2 separate regions of the Ovis aries genome follow, and region 2 is linked to region 1. The links are chromatin contacts, called in public Hi-C maps. All regions are on one chromosome and are shown on one strand. Each heading gives the region's core, a stretch centred on a gene start, on an enhancer-like site or on the middle of the called end of the contact. The rest is flanking DNA. Distances are from core to core; before and after follow the strand shown.

What was found. A called contact is a pair of places that touch in the nucleus more often than the background predicts.
Region 2: a Hi-C map of liver shows a contact between it and region 1, with 3 times the contacts expected there. The contact joins two enhancer-like sites. A contact is called at or near these places in 4 of 16 Hi-C or Micro-C datasets (hypothalamus, liver and tail adipose tissue).

Annotation. Positions count from the first base shown.
Region 1 is chr3:34,715,049-34,717,748 of ARS-UI_Ramb_v3.0, reverse strand. The region is part of intron 13 of SLC4A1AP (solute carrier family 4 member 1 adaptor protein); the gene reads right to left. Among named protein-coding and RNA genes, the nearest start is that of SLC4A1AP, 29 kb to the right of the region's middle. Within about 2 kb of position 1,263, at least 13 of the 54 cell types and tissues checked have an H3K27ac peak or open chromatin away from gene starts, as enhancers often do. A contact at or near this core is called in liver, where this site is marked.
Region 2 is chr3:35,509,995-35,512,694 of ARS-UI_Ramb_v3.0, reverse strand. PLB1 (phospholipase B1) reads right to left here. Exons shown (of 59, transcript XM_042245932.2): 21 at 1,731-1,774. Among named protein-coding and RNA genes, the nearest start is that of PLB1, 72 kb to the right of the region's middle. Within about 2 kb of position 1,389, at least 16 of the 54 cell types and tissues checked have an H3K27ac peak or open chromatin away from gene starts, as enhancers often do. A contact at or near this core is called in liver, where this site is marked.

The DNA of each region.
Region 1 (2,700 bases), core at 14-2,513:
TAGTTTTGTGACTACAGCATCTTCCCACCTCATCACAGTTCTTTTTTAAAAAATGTATTTATTTGGCTGCGCCAGGTCTTAGTTGCTGCATGTGGGATCTTCAGTCTTCATTGCAGCAGGCAGAATCTTTTAGCTGAGGCATGTGGGATCTTAGTTGTAGTCTGGGATCTAGTTCCCTGACCGGGGATCAAACCTGGACCCCCTGCCCTGGGAGCGCAGTCTTAGCTACTGGACCACCAGGGAAGTCCCACCATAGTTCCTTGAATTTCACTCCTTGGTATACCTGTTTCATTCCACCATATTGTTACTTAATGTTCTTCTTTAAATAAACTCACCTTAAAAGTTGACCTCATTCTATGCAACATTACATACGTGTATGTATGTATAAATAATGCATGTATTTATATTCACAACTGCTAAAATTAAACATGTTCGTTCTCCTCCCCCAAAGTCAACTTTCATAATGCCAGCGATGCTGGTGCACACTTTGAGAAACTGTCCAACTGTCCTCCGCCCTCCCTGCATTACTAATGATGGATTGTCACAGGCTGGCAGCCAAGTGGCTGCCTTTGTTGAAATGTTCAGCCAGTAGGATCACTCAGGGCCACCACTGTCGTTGTTAGGGCTGTGCCTCCAAATCACAGAATTACTAAAACAGAGGGGATAAGAGACGTCATAGAATCCAACTCCTAAGGGACAGAGTCTTATACAGCACACCCATTCACAGTCCTAAAGGTTAAGGGAGCAGCACACAGAGACAAAAAGACAAATGAGCTGGAGTCTTTGCTCGAGAAACTCACAAACCTTACAAACATAAACAACTGAAAACTAAAAGGAATAAGCAAAGAATCTGGAATTATGGTTCCACCATGAACTTGGCATGCCTTTGAGCGAGTTGCTTCATTTTCTGAGCCTCAGTTTCCTTAGACAAAAGGTGATAATAGCTCCTCTTTTTACCTTTAAGACAGATAGCAGCAGCAGCAAACTCCTCCATAGAATATTTGCATTAAGACTGGAGAATGACTTTCTCCAGGTTAAACAAAGCACCAGAAATAACAGGCTGGGAAGAGATTTGGGGAGCTTGTCAGTGTCCCTAATTTGCTGCTACTGGGTCTTAGGCCTGGGAAGGCTCTGGTGCCCTGAACCAGCTTGGTGCCCTGAAGTCTTTCAGAATCCTGATTGTGGAGGAGTTGAGGATCTTCTGCTTTGAAACGTTTGCTTCTGGCAGTCAACTCCTATATAGCGATGGAGCTTTACTGCCCTCTTGTGGTCACTCCCTGACATAGTTGCATTGACTTTTGGAGGGCTGTGCGTGACAGCCTGAGGAAACCAGAGCCAACCCTCCAGATCAAGATTTTCCAGGGCCAGCGGAGGACTTAAAACCCAAATTAAAGCCAGCTGCTGTAACCCAGAGCTCCTTGATGGGAAGGGGTAGCTCTGCCTGATTTTGCCCCAAGTAGGACACGAATCCAGGCCTCTGCCTGAGTTAACACTGCTAAAATGGTAGGTGCTGAGATTATCCAGCTTGTCTGGAAAAATTCTAGAAACAAAGAGCTCTAAGGCCCCATTTCTGCCTGGAAAACCCAATGCTAAGAAGGGCCAGGCCGTGAACTTGCCCTCCAACCCTCAGTCATGTGAAGCAAGTTAGCTGAGCACCTATTTTGTGAACTGGTAGGTTCCATGAGGTGCAGGTGGAGTACAAAATAAGATAGTTCCTGCCCTCAACTCATAATGCTTACAAACGTAAATGGCCCAAGCACACACATAATTAACAGCTGTCAGGCCATCCAAGCAAGACCCATCACAGAAGCAGAAATACAGTGTGTAGGGCTGCTGGGGAGAGGGGGGTTTAGTGACAATCAGGATGATCAAGGTTTCCTGAAGATAGTGAGACTCAGGCTGAACTTTTGAAAAATGAGTAGGACTTTACCCAGTAGACACAAGCCAGGAGGACATTGCATGCTGCATGCCCAGGTGCTTCAGTTCAGTTCAGTTCAGTTCAGTTGCTCAGTCATGTCCGACTCTTTGCGACCCCATGAATCGCAGCACACCAGGCCTCCCTGTCCATCACCAACTCCCGGAGTTCACTCAGACTCACGTCCATCGAGTCAGTGATGCCATCCAGCCGTCTCATCCTGTCGTCCCCTTCTCCTCCTGCCCCCAATCCCTCCCAGCATCAGAGTCTTTTCCAATGAGTCAACTCTTTGCATGAGGTGGCCAAAGTACCGGAGTTTCAGCTTTAGCATCATTCCTTCCAAAGAAATCCCAGGGTTGATCTCCTTCAGAATGGACTGCTTGGATCTCCTTGCAGTCCAACGGACTCTCAAGAGTCTTCTCCAACACCACAGTTCAAACGCATCAATTCTTCAGCACTCAGCCTTCTTCACAGTCCAACTCTCACATCCATACATGACTACTGGAAAAACCATAGCATTGACTAGATGGAACTTAGTCGGCAAAGTAATGTCTCTGCTTTTGAATATGTTGTCTAGGTTCGTCATAACTTTCCTTCCAAGGAGTAAGCATCTTTTAATTTCATGGCTGCAGTCACCATCTGCAGTGATTTCGGAGTCCTCAAAAATAAAGTCTGACACTGTTTTCACTGTTTCCCATCTATTTCCCATGAAGTGATGGGACCGGATGCCATGATCTTCATTTTCTGAATGTTGAGCTCTAAGCCAACTTTTTCACTCTCCTCTT
Region 2 (2,700 bases), core at 140-2,639, 790 kb before region 1:
CATCTCTGGCGACCTAGGTATTATCAGGAATATCACAGAAAGGCACTAGTCACTGGGCAGGGTGAGAGCTTGCTGGGGCATGCAGTTGCCTCTGCCGAGAACGTTCCATTCCCTTTCCTTATCTGATGAATTCCAGTGCTTAAAGCCCCGCTTTCAAAAGGCAAGGTTAACAACTTTCTTATTTACTTTCCCCTAAACTTGGTACGTGGCAATAATGATTGGTATGCGTGTCTGTCTTTAGGGAGACATGGCCCTAAACAGACATTAGTAATGTCATCAGGGCAGGGGCCTTGTCTAATTGTCCTGTTTCGCAAGCATCCAGCACAGGAGTATTTGCTGGATTAAACTGAAGAGGGAGTTGAATTGAGCTTCCGCTCTGACCCTATGTTTTCATAAGTTTTCCAACACATGGCTATACGATTATTTCCACATAGATTATCTGGTCCCTACCATCAATCTGTCTTCACAGCTTTAGTAAGGAAGTCTGAATAGGCCATGTTCCACTGCTGAGCTAAGCTTGTCAGGGGCATCCACCTAAGGCGTGACTTTTTCTCAATTTTTCCACGAATCATTTTAGTGGACGACCTTGAATCGGATGCTTTCCAGTCATGTTATTGACCACAACTGCATGGCAATCAGAGAGCCCAGCAAAGCGTGGTGTACACTAGCCCAGCTCACAGCCCAGTCAATTACATTCACAAAAGCAACGCCAACCATCTCCTCGCAATAGTGGAGTTTATTCATAGCTCTTTTGTGTGGACCTAAAAATAAAGAAGACAAGGGGTACTTGTGCCACAGAACCGTACCTACTTACACTCAACAGGATTTGCGAATAGCAAGAACAGATAGCCCATGAAGTCCAACCAGTTCTGCTTGTGTAGCAATCAAGCCATCTTTATCATCAAAGTCTGACTTTAGAGCTGAAACTGCTAAAGTTAATTTCTTAACTGCTAAAGATATATTACCAAGGGATAATTACAAGAAAAGCAAACGAGAACGGGACCGATTAAATTCCGCTCTGGCAAAATTGTTAGCCAGAAGATTTTGAGGGAAAATAACACATATTTTATGAGTGCTTTGAGAACAAGCACTGTGTATGCACTAAGGAGAATGAAAAGATGAATAAGATAACACCACTGAAAGAATGTAGTCAGGCTTAAACAAATCGTTCCAAACAGGTTGTTGATGAAGCAATTTAAGGAAAATGCTGCGCCCCAAATATTGCTGTGTTTGCATGGCCTGAACAAGGTAACTTCACCTCTGCTGCTGCCATCGCAGCTTTCCCTAAACCGGACACACAGGAATTCAACGTCTTTGTATGCAGTGGTGCCTAACGCAGTCCAAGCCTAAGCCAACGCCTCCCAGAAATGTACTCTGGTCAGAATGACAGGCAAAGCAGAGAGGGGTTTCCTTTCCTTCCTTCTTCAATCACTGCTTAATAATAACTTGCACTAAGAGCTGGATGGAGCATTCTTTCTCTCTTACTCTCTTCCTTCCTCAGACAAATACAATTTCTCTTTTTTTAAAAAAAGAAAAAATCTGCAAGGCTTTAATTACTCTCAAGAAGCAGAGCGAGGAGACCGTCTTGGGGAAGCAGCGCCCCCTGCCGAACACGGCTGTCTTCTGCAGCCCGGTTCCCTGCTAAGCCCATGGTCACCGCCAGGGGGAGCTGCCGAAACGCGCAGGGCTGCGGCGGGCCCGCCCCGAACCCCGGGGGAGCGCGTACTCACTGGGCAGGGTGATGACGCTGCTGAGGTTCTGGTCGCCGCCCACACTACGTCGTCGTCGTGGGGACAAAAAAGAAAATGAAGGTTAAAACTGCCAGCAACGCTGAAACACCCCAGACACTAGCAAGACACACCTTCCTCCTTCTGAGAAACACTCAAGGGGCTTGGGTCTTTCCCTTTCCTCATTATTTCTATAGAAAAACTGAAAAAAAAAAAAAAAAAAAAACAAAACCCAGAACACAGCAACTTTTCTCTACTTGCCCCACAAACCAGAATGTCCAAATAAAAAACTTGTTTAAACCGACGGGGCTGACATTTGTTTTTTAAGTTTGAGCTTTAACCTCGAGGCAAGGGAATTAAGTGGGCCCCTTCATTAAAAAGAAAAAAAAAAAGTTTGCCCTCATGGTTTTCTTCCTGTTTGGCTTGGGGAAAGTCTTTAAAGGGTGTCTTCTAGAGAGCCTTCTCCATCTTCCAAACCACTTCTAAAATTCCAAATCAAAGTTGGATGGGTTTCTAGGCATGAAAATACACAGCGTTCCAAAGTTGATTGGATTCCCTGCTTTTCCATATCTCCTCGTTCTCTGCCAAGTACGTCTGGGAACATTTCAAAGGTTCCCAAAACGGTGTGGGGTTTAACTCTGCGGAGCATCATCAGGGAGGAGGCCAGGGACTCAGCACTCAGGTCCAAGCTGGTGCCAGAGATGATGGATTGCAGGCTGAGGAAACACCACACCTGCCCTCTCATGTTGGCATGCGCCAGACTTTCAAAGGTGAAGCTGTAGTGGTGCTCACCACAGTCCGCGGTGCCTGGATTTGATTACAGGCGGAGCGGGGCCAGCATGCACAAGATATATATACATGATTAGGAGAGGTGCTGGATTAGGGGTCAGGAGCCATCTACCCTACTTTTTGCTCCTTTATCATCTGTGTAATCTTGGACAGGTTACTTGTCCTCTCTGAGCCATGCTTCTCG